Linked DNA regions of Mus musculus: regions 1, 3, 4 and 5 are each linked to region 2. The links are chromatin contacts, called in public Hi-C, HiChIP or PLAC-seq and promoter capture Hi-C maps. All regions are on one chromosome and are shown on one strand. Each heading gives the region's core, a stretch centred on a gene start, on an enhancer-like site or on the middle of the called end of the contact. The rest is flanking DNA. Distances are from core to core; before and after follow the strand shown.

Region 1 (2,700 bases), core at 48-2,547, 350 kb after region 2:
TCCCTCACGTCAGGCGGCTCACAATGCCGGTAATTCCAGCTTCAAGGGTCTGACACCCGTGACTAACCTCCAGAGGATGTGTGCAGAAACACAACGTGCATATACACAGAAATAACATCTGTTTTAAGAGTCTTTCAGGGACAACTAGTTATGATGACCCTACAGAATGAGATAAACTCTCTATATAAACTACATACACAGACACAGGACGAGAACTAATTCAAATAATACTAAACTTCTGCCTCTATCAGATTATTAGCTCTATTCTTTTAAATTTAAAAATGTTTCAGTAGATTTTATATTATTTCAAATATCCTATATTCCCCCTTATATGCACGGGCAAGACAACAGTATGTATCACTATAACCATTATTTGCTTTCTATTCAAAATATCAAAAATAATATATTTGGGGCTAAGGGGATGGCTCAGTTGATAACGTGGCTGCAATGTAAGCATGAGGGGCTTGAGTCCAGCCCAGCCCACTGTGACAAAGTCACACACATGGTCCCTGTCTATGATTCCCGCACTGAGGAAGCAAGAACAAGAGCATCCTGGGGCAGGCAGGCTGGCCAAATCAATAAGCTCTGGGTTCACTGAGAGACCTGTCTCCAAAGAACTCTTGACTCTTAATAAAATGTTCTTTAGTGTAACAATTGTCAAGGAGCTAGGTACAGTGTGTGCATAGCTGTAGCCCTAGGTATCTGGAAGCTAATTACAGTGTATCACTTGCGTTCATGGGTGAGATACCTACCTGGGCAGCATAGTGGGATGCCCCAGGCTGTCCTGCTCTATCTCATACTTACAGAAGAGATACTTGGGGCACATACCTTAAAAGTAAATGTCAATATGGAATGCCTATCAATCATTATCTAGACTATATTATAAAGAACTCAGTTACAACTGTGCTTGTTTCATATAAGAACCATCCAGTTACTTAGGCAGTTGTTCAGTTTATAAATGGTATGTGTGTTATCTCAAGTAGTGGAACATCTACAGGTTTAACCAAATTTAAGTGTCTCTGTGGCAATAAAATATAATGGAAGTTTAATACACAATTCTCATATAAAAGCAAAAGTATTCACTGTATGATTGACCAAAAAAATCCCTTAGCAGGTATTTCCTTTCTAAATATACACATAATCCCTAAAAAGAATATTATTTCTACAAAAAGCCTAAGTATTAAATTAAATATCTTCAAAGCTCTTGTAAAAAGGATTCTATCTATTCTAGTGCCCTCTCCATGGCTGCCTGCACTTCCTCAATTCTGTGACCAGGAAGAGTCAGTGCTGAGCTCCTGAGTAGGGAAACTCCCATCTCTGCATTACTCTCTCCTTGCTCAGCTACAGACGAGTGCATGTTCCCCTACAGAGGTACGAAATCAATTGCCACGGGAACTGGGAGCCCTAAGGAGTAAAGAAGGAAAGAATGTAGGCTTGTGTGTAAGGTGAATCAATGATGCTACAGCACGAGAAATGCAAATAAATGGAGGGCCAGCAATGGTCCAGCGTGGGTTAGAGTGCTCACAGCAAAAGCCTTATCTGACTTCAATCCTGGGGGCCCACATGGAGGAAGGAAAGAAGCAACGGCTACAAGTCACTCTATGTTCTCCACACATGCACTGCACTGCAGTACATGTGCAACCCCCTAACCACCCACACCTCCACACATGCGCTAAGAAGAGACTCTTCTTTAAAAGATAAATGGAACACTGCACATACCCAGGACAGCATGGGCTGCTGCCTTTACACTATGCCCATATGAAACCACTTTCTATGAGCCTCATGATTTCTACATGGCACACACTTTCTGTGCTTTCTTTTCTAAAAAAATAAACTGGAAGCCTTGGAGTCAACTATAAGTATGGTTGTAAAACATTACAAGTACTTACCTCTGTTTCCAAAGCCCTTTCCTCTTCCAAAGCCACCAGTTGTAGATGTGTTCTCTTTTTTACTAGACTCGCCAATATCTGAAAAAATTTAGTTAAACTTAATATGCAAAATTATGTCATCAAAAAATAGGGGTGAAATTAAGCTTTAGGGTTAGACGACTTTTACAGATGGTAAGAAAATAGAAAACAAACTTAAAAATAAGTTATATACTTGGAAGGTTTTCTTTAATTATCAAGTTATGATTCAAAAATAAAAATCATAAACCTACTAGTGGTAAAATGTAAATTCTACTCATTATATTTCCTTCTATCAAGAATTCACTTCATGATTCCTTTGTACTAAATCCCCCTTGCCTCAACAGACCAAAGCATTATATTCAGCCCACAGGATAATCTTCACTATTGAAAAATCTGTTCTATATTATTTTTATTGTCCTACTATTTATTTTCTAATACCTCTGTCACTTCCAAGATTCCTACTTTAAAAACATTTACACTTATTTCTGTGTGAGCTCTGTGTGAGCTCTGTGTGAGGTCTGTGTGAGCTCTGTGTGAGCTCTGTGTGAGCTCTGTGTGAGCTCTGTGTGAGCTCTGTGTGAGCTCTGTGTGAGCTCTGTGTGAGCTCTGTGTGAGCTCTGTGTGAGCTCTGTGTGAGCATGCATTTGAAGATCACAGGGTGAACTCTACCCTTCCACGATGAGCCAAGCTCAGGTTGCCGGGCTTAGCAGGAAGCAGCCTTATCTGTGAGCCACCTTGCCAGCACTCTACTTTTCTTCTATTTTTGAGAGTCTCATCATGTAGCCCTAGCTGG
Region 2 (2,700 bases), core at 129-2,628:
CTCCCCAGCACTGAGATGACAGTCAAACTGCCACATCCTGGACTCTAAAAATGCTAAAGCAACAACTTGATCCACTGAGTTATCTCTCCAGCCTCTGCTTGTATTTTTAAATCAAATACTGCAGAGTATTTTGAAAGGAAGGAGCCCAAGTGGAAAAGAATAGCGATGAATAACATTGTTGGGTAAATAATAGTACTGCTGAGTCATAATAACAGTCCTGCTGAGTCATACTAACAGTCCTGCTGAGTCATAGTAACAGTACTGCTGAGTCATGGTTCTGTGAGGTGAATAACAGTGCTTGTGAGTGAGTGATATTACTAGTGAGTGGTAGCATTGTCATAGAGATGTGAGGCCCTTTTTTATGAAAAATAAATGACAGGCAAGTAGAAAATATGTGTCAAAAGATAAAAGAGAACTGCCTACAAAAGAACACAGAACATAGACTAGACCATTCTATATCAAAACAAATGTAAAGACTAAGAGTGTAGTTCAGTAGTTGACCACTTATCTAGTATATAATGTTTGGGTTTAATCTCTGTACTACAAAAAAAAAGTATTAATATAGCCATACGCAGAGGAAAAAAAGAAAACATTTCCAGCACTATGTCTAAAATCAAATATCTGTTAGTTAAAAAGAAAAGGGAGTTGCCATGATCAGTGACATACAAAAAGCCAGGTGCTATCACTCACCACCCAGGCTCTTGGAGGACAGATAGGAGAATCCTGGCTTCCTGCCAGCCAACCTAGGCACCCGGACAAGGCCTGGGTGTCAGGGAGAGACTCTCTCTGGAAAAAACAAGGAAGGTGATCCTGAAAAGAGATTCCTGATGGACCTGTGACATATACACGCTCAGGTGTGCACACATATAGATATAAAGCCAAAACCACAAAGGAAATGTCTTCATTTTGTAAAAACACAAACGAACTAGACAGATGTCTTCCCCTAGCAATAGACAGTACCACCGTATGCAAATAAGAGCAAGATTTCCCCCTCAGGTTTTTAACCCTAGAGGATGAATTTATTTGACTGCTTCTCGAAGCAGTATGGCTGGTGACTTGTCAGGCTTCATGCAGAATGCAGTAAGGCACAGCCTTGTGACTGCAGGCTGTTTGATTTAGTCTGCACAGATATTTGAACCTTGACCTTCAACCTTTCACTGCCCACCCTCAAAGTCTCTCTGACAGGAGGAGGTCACTGCAGGGAGCCTGAACCTCCCCCCATCCCCCCACCCCCAGCAGCAGTGCATAACTACTCAGCAGGGCACGTGGACTGCAGCCTCCTGCTACAATATTTACATCCTATTCCACTGAGATGGCCCGTCTCTGCTCACATGACCCAAATGCAGTTCTCACTCCACCAAGAACAAACAGCCAGCACGCAGTCTGCGCTGGCGGCTTTGCACATGCTCCGTCTGGCCCTGTGAATCTCACTCACTCATTGAGGTTTCTATTGGTTTAAAGCGACCTTCCAGTCGCCTCAGCCGAAGCTCTGAGATCTGCAGCATTTTCCTGGCCCAGATCCAAGGCAGGCACCCCCGTGAAGGCTGTCTTATTTTAGGGTTTGGGATGTTTTGTCTGTCTGCTTGGGGGAAGGGTATATAATACTCACACGTCAGTGTTGATGGTGAATGGGATTCTGAGAGTAACACTTCCTCCCCTGCAGAAAGAGTGTTTTTTATGTCTTTGCAAAGGTAGCCTTGAAGGCGCCCGGCAGATCTAACACACACTTAATTCTACAACGGGAGCTGACGCCAACGATGCTGAAGCTGACTGACGTTGGCTGCAGTGTGTGAAATGGTGTTTTCTCCTCTCCAGAGCCCTGACTGGGTTTTTTTTGCCGTTCTGATGGTAAACGATGAGACAGGCTACCATGGATTTCAGCACCTCTTCTGTGTTTGATCAGCACAAAGGTAACACGATGTTTTACCACTCCAATGGCGAAGAGATTTCCAGTTTGTAAGGAGAAGAGGAAAGGTGTGTGTGTGTGAGTGTGTGTGTGTGTGTGTGTGTGTGTGTGTGTGTGTGTGTGTGTGTGTGTGTGTGAAAACAAACCTGGTAAGGACTTGATAAGCTTTTAGGAAAAGAAAAGAAAAAAAAAGCTTACGGGCTTTCTGTCTTGCGGATGTATTCCTAGTCCTACTCTTTGGTTTGAGACATATCAGCTACTTTAGATAGTATCATCTTTATGTCATGTCATAAAGTATGTTAGAGAAAGCAATATCAGAATGCATACCGGGCCTCTTTCAGCCCGTAAATCTCATATTTCGTCACTTCAGCCATCACGAGGCACTGTGGATTCCCCTCCAAGAGAGACCTGACCCACAGACGGGTCCTGCTGATGCCACACCTCGTTCAAGACCGTGCAGTGACTTAATACTGTATTATTTAATTGCAATGGCAGAGTGGGTTTTTTCCCCCTACCCTTCATTTGCATACAGAAAGTCATCCTTCCACGGGCCAAGTAGGCTGTGAGATTCATTGCCATCATCAGACTCACAGCCTGTCAGTCTGTGTGAGTGTGGCTTTGCATGTGCTGTGTGCCTCCACACATGTATTTGTCATCTGTGTAATTAGACCATTTTTTCTATGTACGATGGAGGGGAATTCCCACACTTTAAATACAGCAGACCTTCCCAGAGCCTTTTAATGAAACGTACGGCATCTAACCCACTCGCCGCACTAGGATTCTGCAGCTTCTCA
Region 3 (2,700 bases), core at 149-2,648, 470 kb after region 2:
TTAAAAGAATAAAATACTGGTGCATGCTACAACTGGCTGACCCTTGAGAAATATCAGCCCAAGTGAAAGAAGCCAGACACACCAAGCCACAGGCTGTAAAACTTCATTTATTTGAAAATGTTCAGAACAGGCAAATTTAGAGAGACAGAAAACAGACGGCCTGAGTCTGGGAGGAGAGGCAAATGGGGGGAGGGCTGCCAACAGGGAGTGTTTCTTTTGGGAACAATGCAAATCTCCTGAAATTATAGGCAATACGAAGGACTCAGCCGAATTTATAAGCATACTAAAACAAACAAACAAACAAACAAACAAACAAACAAAGGGAGGGATCAAACACAAAGCCTTGTACCAGCATTGAGTGACTTTCCTCTGGGATACAGCCCCAGCTCTGGACCGTACATTTTAAAGGGATAGATGGTAACGTTAAGGGGGTGAGGGTGGGTGGGGGAAGGCCCATACTTTGTACTAGCAATGAATGTACAATAAAAGGCAGAGGGGATTGAACCAGGTTGCTCTGGTGTTGGTATTTAGGAAGCGGAGGCTGGAAGGTCAGGAACTCAAGGTCACCCTTAGCTACTCAGTGAGTTCGGAAACAGCCTGGATACACGTGACTCTGTGTCAAAAAAACCGCCGAAAGCACTGGTAAGGGGCCCACACTCTTATAAGCAACTCCACTGAAATGCATGGGCCACCCTCCCAAAGGGCGTGAAGGTAGAAGGGAACCAGAGGGGCGAAAAGAAAAAGATCACTAGGGAGACTGGGAGAGATGATAAAAATATACTATTAACACGTGTGGAAATGTCATAGTGGAACCCCATTACTTGCATAATCGATATACACTAATACATTTCAGTTGCTAGGGATTTAGCTCAGTTGGTAGAGTATTTGTCTAGCACACAAAGCCCTGGGTTTTGTCCTCGCCTGAAGCTTCAAGCCGGGAGGTGGAGGAAACAGAAGGTTTGGTCACTGTGCACCCACCTCAAAGATAAGGGTGATCGGTGACTCATAAAGAGCAGTCAAGGCAGTGTTTGAAAAGGTCTCTGCTTAGGAGAGACACAGACTCTGCAGAGAAAAAACAAACAAACAAAAAAACAAAAAAACCCAACTTCAGCAGCCAGGGCTCAAGGAAATCTGTCTGGAGTCAACAGCTTCAGAAATTGAACAGCCCTGTTCCACAGCTCCGAAGCTGAGCCAGAGTGGGGTGGGTGGGGGACGAGGCTGAGGGGTAAGTGGGGGGTGGGATTTGGGAGGGCAGCTTGGCAGGGAGAGGATGCAGAGTGCTCTAGGAACCGAAGCAGTGCGGGGATGTGATGCGGAGAGAATACGGGATGTGGCCCAGATCTACTTGGCATGAGCCGAGTCCAGACTGTGTTGGTTAAGATCTCAGCCCTTTACGGGAATTCCCTCTTTGAACTTCAATTAGTGTCAGAGTATTTTCATCTACAAGTAACGGAGACTGACTCCCACGGACTCAGAGACAGGGCTACCTGGGTTTGTAAGATAGAATGTTTAGAGGTGGACTGAAATGGAGAGTGAGGAGTCTCTGCCTTTATATGGTGTTTCTCTCTCTCTCTCTCTCTCTCTCTCTCTCTCTCTCTCTCTCTCTCTCTCTCTCCTTCTCTCTGAGGCATGTACCCTTGAGGCCACATGACCTAGGGCAAGCTGCTTCCTTGTCCCTTTTCTGACAAATAAGATACCTACTTCCTGTTTCTGGATGTTTCCAACACCCTTCCTGTGATGTCTCACTGACACTAATTTCTGGCTGACCCCTGCACAGAGAGGGCTGGTGGCCCAGTGTGGGGACCTTCTTTCTATACTGTGGAGTCACTCGTGGGAGCCACCACACAGTGGATCTAAGCAGAGTTAGCTGCCTGGGGCTGCCTGGGTCAGCACCTGCTTTGAGGTTTGTCTCCCGCCTGGGCATGTAAAAATAGGTCCGAGTCCAACTTCAAAGTACAGGTTACCACTGCGGCTTCCCTGACAACTGGCACCAACTTCCTAAAAAAACGATCTTAGTTAGAACTTCTTTCTGTCCTCAGACTTCCTAGATTTTCCTCACAACTACCGTACGATCTCCTCCACACCCCACACAATGAGTTGTCAGACTGGCCTTTCTCCTGACTCCCTTCTCAAAATTACTCAACTTGCGTTTCCCACCCAGCAGAAACAGGACCCTCGAAGCCACCACACAAAGAATAGAATTTCAGACAACCCTTCTCCCTTCCCCCTTCCCCCTTCCCCCTTCCCCCTTCCCCCTTCCCCCTTCCCCCTTCCCCTCCACCAGTAATTCAACAGATCTACAATCTGGCATCCATGTTTCTACTAATGAAAACTTTATCTTCTGATTATTTCAAATGCTTCCAGTGCTATAGGTTTATTCATCATCAGCCATCAACTTCTGTGGATAAGTCACACATAGGTTGTTTTATTCAGAAAAAGAAAATCACTATTGTTTCCTAAGACTCAGTCTTGCAATGTAGCCCAGACTAGTCACAAACTTGCAGCAATTTTTGGGTCTCTTCCTCCAGGGTACTAACAACATGGCTTAAAAATGCTGTGGCTCTGGGGACATAGCTCTGTGGTAGAAGGTTGCCTTGTACACAAGCAACCCCATGTTCTACCCCCAGCTCCGCTGGACCACTGGACCACTGGACCACTGGACCACTGGACTAGGCTTTGTGATATACCCTAATGCTCCAT
Region 4 (2,705 bases), core at 13-2,512, 350 kb before region 2:
GAGTGGTTATAAAAATATACACTCTGATTACATTTGGAATTAAATTTAAAATGTCTTTACTGGGTTGTGTCAATTGAAATTATATCAAAACCCTGTCTCGAAAAAAAAAAAAAAAAAAAGAAAGAAAGAAAGAAAGAAAGAAAGAAAGAAAGAAATAAATTATATCAAAAATGTTGGCAACCAGAGAGCAGAGGCAGAGAGGCTCAAGGGCGAGTTCTGGCTGCAGAGAACTTGTTTTTACCCTTGAGGGCTGGGCATAGAGTGATTAATCATCATAGGATATCAGATATATCCCCTGTCTCATTCAATAAGAAAGAGGCCAATAGTCGAGAAAGAGATGGGGTGGAGAAAGGGTGGTATGGATGGATCAGGAACTTATTATTGCGTATGTTTCCTCAGTGTTTTGTCAAGAGCACCCAGTGCTCACCAATTCTACAGTCTACTCTTCTGACTCCATTGCACCGTTCAATCCATCTGAAGAATAGTAGTCTATGAGTTTTGACATAGATTGTGTGACACAAACACACCCAGGTACAATGTATACTGTCAACTATGCCTTTTCCTAAGTAATTCCTGCTCCTACCACACTCTCAGAGGCAATCTACAGCTATTCCTGTGAGAGTGGGTAAGCATGTTTGTGTCTTACCATTGGTTAATTTTGCCTGTCTAGGCATTTCATGTTATAATCATAAAACATGCACTCTCCTGTAGAAAAAGTTCCCTTCACTTGGCTTAGTATTTTTGAGATGTCTGATTTTGAAAAGTTGAAAAAATATCCCTTAGTCTTTGGCGATTCTTGGGTTAGCATCAGGAATGCTGGGTAATGGTGGCGCGCCTTTAAACCCAGCACTCAGGGGGCAGAGGCAGGTGGATCTCTGAGTTCAAAGTCAGCCTGGTCTACAGAGTGAGTTCCAGGACAGTCAGGGCAATACAGAACCCTGTCTCCAAAATCCAAAAATCAATCAGTCAGTCAGTCAGTCAGTCAGTCAGTCAGTCTGCCTGCCTCCTGCCTGCCTACCTGCCTATCTATTTTTTTTTTTAAACTGAAGTGGTGAGGGTAATGGGGAGAGGAGAGGAAGTGGATCCTAAGTATAGAAACTCGGGCCTCTTAATTTTCTGATGCAAAACTGAGGACTGGTTCTTGTCAAGGTCATGCAGGTTGAGCTGAAACTGGAACCCAGATCTCCTGACCCACTCTTGGAACAGTGAGCCAGGCAGCTGAGCGAGGTGGTTGTTTTGAGCCGATGCCATGTGAGACTAGAGAGTTTCGACAGAGCTTTGCTTAGAGGATGTGAAACTACACTAACCTCATGTGACAAGAGAACCTTGGAGGCCTTGGTGTGGGGCCAGGAGAGGAAGTCTGCATGGCTTCTGGTTACCAACTCCACCTCTGAACCCACTGGCCTGGGGTGACTTATGGCGAACCTTCTCATTTGCAATAAAACCAGACATGGGGCAGGGAAAGCTTTTCTACGGCAGCGTGCAGAAGGCAGGGCACTGCTAAAAAAAGGTAGGTGGGCGTGGCCTCTAAAAGGCACCTTCAGCCACATGCGTGCTCCTCCCAGAGCAGGGGGATCTGGAGCTGCAAACAAATCCCTAGGGAGGGAGAGATGCTGTGGTTACAGACACAGCCTTTGTGTCTTGTATGCATGTTCCAATTCAGCCCCAGATGACAATGACCTGGTAGTTCCTGCCTGCCAGCTGTTGGCTGGCCTCTGTGAAAGTCCCCAATGTTTGGGCCAATGCCTCGTGGGCAGGTATCCATATCATGAGGCCAACTGGCACTGTTGGCACCTTTGTTGGTCAAATGAGCACAGTGACTTGGGACAGAGGTGGCTGATCCACCCTCCCTACCAGCTGGCTGGTGGGAGCCTGTGGGCAGGTGCCCTGGGGAGAAAAGGGTTCCAGTTGCCATGGTAACTGTTCAAAAAAGGAGGTTCCCTCCTCAAGGCCAGTTTGGTGTCTTTTCTGCAGGGGAAGAAATGGATCTGTGGCAGCCAGGCCGGCCGTGTATATCAATTCGTGCCTCATCTGTTTGGAATCTTTACTTCTAATTGGACCTATTATTAGTGTCTGGGAGAGAATCTGAGGGCTGGTGGATCTGTTGAGAGATGTCATTATAGCAAAGACTAGGTCACCAGAGAAGTCCCAGAAGAATCATTCCCGTGTATACCAAGCAGAGCTGGACAAAGAATTCCAAAGGCTTTTTTTTTTTTTTTTTTTTTTTTTAAAGGCAGACTTGCAGGTTGGACGAGTTCTCTGGGCTATTCCGGGATATGGAGATTAGCACTGACTGAGGCCTTCACCCTAGATGTCCTTTGGCCAAACTGTCCTGGGCACAGGGGTGAAGGGACCCTGGTCAGCTTGCTGGGCCTGGCTAGTTTCCCACAGTGAATGCATTGTAAAGAACCAAGCATTCTCGTCGATGCTGTCTCTTCTGTAAAGGTTTCACGTATGCCTTTACCTTGGACGGACGTTTCTGGCTTTGATCAGAAAGTCCAACTCCTTCATCTTACTACTTCTGCATCTCGCTTCTGATGAAAGCCATCCTCACGCAGGTCACTGGGTTGAGGGTCAGTGATTTTTCCCACTCAGCCTTTCTTCTGTGTGTTGGTATAAAGATCCTCTGTTCCAGGCTTTGAGATGATTGGGAGAAATACTAGCACTGTGTGAGTGCAGGAGCTTCTGAGCCCCTTCCTGGGGCA
Region 5 (2,700 bases), core at 184-2,683, 510 kb before region 2:
ATGACAGAGTAAAAGAGGATGTAAGAAAGTCAGACAGGAGGTAAAGGGAGAAGACAGGAGAAAGTGGGTACCTATTTCCTCCTGAAGGAAGCTTCCTTAAAACTCTAAGCAAGGCATGCTTATCAAGGCTCTGGAAGGAAACCAACGGAGGACCCTCGGGCAACCCCTCAGCCATGAAGAGTCACAAGGTTCCAGGCTGCAGTAACAACTGCTGGGGAGACGGGGCGCGCAGGTCTGGCAGGGTCTCTGGAGCTGGCTTATTCTCACTGCCACCCCAGTCTCCCAGGCTCACCCTCCTGCCTTTTCTCCAGCCCCAGGACACAAGGCTCTGGGGTGTCCTGGACAGGCTATGTCCCACCTGACTTCTCACTGAATTCACTTCTACACAGCCACTCAGAGACTGCGTCAGTTCACCCTTTCCCAGCTCAGCTCTTTCTCCTTCAAAGTGATCACTGCAACTTACAAACATGTCTCCTCCTCCCTCCAACTGCAAACTCTACTGGAGACAACTGTCTCCTCCTGGAGCCTTGATAAGTGAGGGTCCCTTGCTGGGCGTTTTCAGGGAGCCTCCTTCAGGCTGGGAGCAGCTCAGAGGAGATAGGTGCTCACACTCCTGCTTCTCTCCCGTCTCCTCACGCGGAGGCACACGCTTCATCGATCCACTGTGCATCAGAGCACAGGCAGTACCGAGTGACCGTTGCCTCAGATGAAACGAGTTATCTTTTACTAACAGCTTCAGCAGTCCTAAGGGCTTCCCTACCACTTCTAGCCCTGAATGACTTCCATGTTAGTATTTTTATCACTCTGCACTTGTGATTACGTCTGGAACTCTGATGTTATTTATTGAGAGAATTCATCATTCCTAAATCAATCTATAAACATAAACAAAGAGTTTTAGCCTTCTCATAAGTATTTTGTATAGTTAATTCTAAAATGCACATTTTTTACACTCTGTCATCTGAAATCTGAATGGCTCTGAGCAATGACATGTAAATTTTTAGGTGACCGTTTTTTCCTTCATAGATTGTAAAATGGTATAATTTGCAAACGCTGAGATCTCAGAAAAACAAAACAAAACATGCAGTACATCCCATTTTTCATGCCACAAAAAAACCAAAACAAACACCCCCCCCCCCCCCCCCACACACACACTGCTTCCGTTGTCCTTGAAGTGGAAAGCAGGAACCAAATCTTCCTCCCGTGCTTACACTGTGGTTTATTCATAGCCTCGCCTGTGCTCCATCCACAGACAGCAGGCTCCTAGCTTGTCGTCCATCCACGGACAGACAGACAGCAGGGTCTCCAGTGGTCAGGCATTTGTGTGTGCACATGTACACAGCAACGACTTGCCAGCCAAGGAACACTACAGCTACAGTAGAATGCGAGCTTCCTTTTTTAACCAAAGCTACTATAGTCAGGAAGCCTTGAAGCTACTAGGAACTTCTGATGGCTGGTTAACCACACTGTGTGGGGTGGGGGGTAGTGTACCATGGCTGTTATTACCTAGAAACATACGGGCTTTTAGCTAAAATAGTTTATACATGTCTGACCTTTTAAGTTAGCTGATTCTAGTAAAGCCAAAATACTTCTGGGGAGAACTACTGGAAGACTTAGAGCAAGAACAAGGCTGCAGTGACATGAGTTTGAAAGGCAAACACTAGCCGACAGGACTGTTCCTGTTGATCCGGGTGCATGGAGCCCAGGCCATTTTATGCTGGATCTAGAACTTTAAAACCCCTCAGCCTGATGTTAGGTTTCCCTAGCTTTTTCTACACGTATGGAGTACGGCTGTGAAACTCTAGGTGCTTCAAGAGTCCCCTTCTGTCTTGGAAGAGGTCGTTTTTATATTATTTATTATGATTATATTAATGTCTGGGTCTAAGCAGCTTACTATGGGTTCATCAGTTCCATAAGCCAGGCCCCTTTCCTGGAGTGCCTTACACGCCAGGCACGCCCCGTTCTTACAGCACTAAGAACACTGACAATTTATACATGTCTTTGCAGATAGTCTGCACACACACACACACACACACACACACACACACGCAATCTGCAAAGTTTCCTATCCTCACGTCTTTAATACAAAATTCCCTACAGTATTCTGTAGTCACTAGCTATTCTATCCTAGCAGGCTACATATCCATTGCAACGCGATCTAAATTCCTGGTTTCCTCACAGCACTGGGAGATCTTACAGGACGGACTGCATTTTCAGCACTTTCCTATGGGAGGAGCCAAGTGTGCTGGGACTGATATACTGTATCAGAGGTGTGTATGTGTGTAGGGGTGGGGGGCAGTCCCCAGGGGCTTTCTCCCTGTTGAGTTCATAGTTGGCTGGTCCAAGAGTGTGCCTTGGTTCAAAGACACTCTATACCGAGATGGTATTGGACATCTTGCAGTTTGAAAGTAGGATGCTTGAAAAGTGTCACTGCATAAAGAGTGGGATCAGAGTAACAAAGAAAAAACTAAGTAAAACAAAACTGTAGGCGCAGATAGAATAAAGAAGTCAGGACTCCGGGAGGACTTAGCTACCGAGGGAGGAACAATAAAAGTAGGCAGGAGGGTTGCACTGGGTCCCTCTGCAGCTACTAGACAATTAGTGCTAGCCTAATACTGCCCCAAGTGACAGGCTGTAACTCCCAAGGGCCACAGGCATGTCTCAGTGAGGGAAGCATTTTCACGATTCTTTAACCAGCTAAGC

The links. Promoter capture Hi-C pulls out the DNA fragments that hold promoters and counts their contacts. Hi-C and Micro-C count contacts between places; a contact is called where the count stands out from the background. HiChIP or PLAC-seq counts read pairs in DNA pulled down with a chosen protein or histone mark.
Region 1: a Hi-C map of bone marrow-derived macrophages shows a contact between it and region 2, with 15 read pairs. The contact joins the enhancer-like site here to the promoter of Ankrd55 in region 2. A contact is called at or near these places in 13 of 39 promoter capture datasets (the 3T3-L1 cell line, 3T3-L1-derived adipocytes, the C10 cell line and 6 more), 1 of 15 datasets of contacts at CTCF or cohesin (the NIH/3T3 cell line), 18 of 484 Hi-C or Micro-C datasets (the BV-2 cell line, the HL-1 cell line, adipose-derived mesenchymal stem cells and 8 more), 2 of 115 datasets of contacts at active chromatin or transcription factors (both in embryonic stem cells) and 3 of 9 other capture datasets (adipose tissue, embryonic stem cells and liver).
Region 3: a promoter capture Hi-C map of pre-B cells shows a contact between it and region 2, with 2.4 times the contacts expected there. The contact joins the enhancer-like site here to the promoter of Ankrd55 in region 2. A contact is called at or near these places in 3 of 39 promoter capture datasets (the C10 cell line, liver and pre-B cells) and 2 of 115 datasets of contacts at active chromatin or transcription factors (embryonic stem cells and microglia).
Region 4: a Hi-C map of B cells shows a contact between it and region 2, with 9 read pairs. The contact joins the enhancer-like site here to the promoter of Ankrd55 in region 2. A contact is called at or near these places in 13 of 39 promoter capture datasets (the 3T3-L1 cell line, 3T3-L1-derived adipocytes, HPC-7-derived erythroid cells and 9 more), 1 of 484 Hi-C or Micro-C datasets (B cells), 2 of 115 datasets of contacts at active chromatin or transcription factors (embryonic stem cells and microglia) and 3 of 9 other capture datasets (liver, macrophages and pancreatic islet).
Region 5: an H3K4me3 HiChIP or PLAC-seq map of embryonic basal ganglia shows a contact between it and region 2, with 8 times the contacts expected there. The contact joins the enhancer-like site here to the promoter of Ankrd55 in region 2. A contact is called at or near these places in 28 of 39 promoter capture datasets (the 3T3-L1 cell line, 3T3-L1-derived adipocytes, the C10 cell line and 18 more), 1 of 15 datasets of contacts at CTCF or cohesin (the NIH/3T3 cell line), 10 of 484 Hi-C or Micro-C datasets (B cells, CD4 T cells, bone marrow and 7 more), 12 of 115 datasets of contacts at active chromatin or transcription factors (SST interneurons, VIP interneurons, craniofacial prominence and 8 more) and 4 of 9 other capture datasets (adipose tissue, liver, macrophages and 1 more).

Annotation. Positions count from the first base shown.
Region 1 is chr13:112,634,079-112,636,778 of GRCm38.p6, forward strand. It overlaps Ddx4 (DEAD box helicase 4), which reads right to left. Exons shown (of 22, transcript NM_001145885.1): 5 at 1,890-1,967. Among named protein-coding and RNA genes, the nearest start is that of Ddx4, 17 kb to the right of the region's middle. Within about 2 kb of position 1,298, at least 16 of the 459 cell types and tissues checked have an H3K27ac peak or open chromatin away from gene starts, as enhancers often do. A contact at or near this core is called in bone marrow-derived macrophages, where this site is marked.
Region 2 is chr13:112,287,073-112,289,772 of GRCm38.p6, forward strand. Ankrd55 (ankyrin repeat domain 55) reads left to right here and starts at 1,379. Exons shown (of 11, transcript NM_029898.3): 1 at 1,379-1,910. The coding sequence starts at 1,856.
Region 3 is chr13:112,758,988-112,761,687 of GRCm38.p6, forward strand. No RefSeq gene overlaps it. Among named protein-coding and RNA genes, the nearest start is that of Gm41067, 8.3 kb to the right of the region's middle. Within about 2 kb of position 1,399, at least 79 of the 459 cell types and tissues checked have an H3K27ac peak or open chromatin away from gene starts, as enhancers often do. A contact at or near this core is called in embryonic stem cells, liver, microglia and 1 more, where this site is marked.
Region 4 is chr13:111,934,864-111,937,568 of GRCm38.p6, forward strand. No RefSeq gene overlaps it. Among named protein-coding and RNA genes, the nearest start is that of Gm15322, 59 kb to the right of the region's middle. Within about 2 kb of position 1,263, at least 164 of the 459 cell types and tissues checked have an H3K27ac peak or open chromatin away from gene starts, as enhancers often do. A contact at or near this core is called in B cells, embryonic stem cells, liver and 3 more, where this site is marked.
Region 5 is chr13:111,777,403-111,780,102 of GRCm38.p6, forward strand. All of the region lies in intron 1 of Map3k1 (mitogen-activated protein kinase kinase kinase 1), which reads right to left. Among named protein-coding and RNA genes, the nearest start is that of Map3k1, 30 kb to the right of the region's middle. Within about 2 kb of position 1,434, at least 97 of the 459 cell types and tissues checked have an H3K27ac peak or open chromatin away from gene starts, as enhancers often do. A contact at or near this core is called in B cells, the HPC-7 cell line, SST interneurons and 7 more, where this site is marked.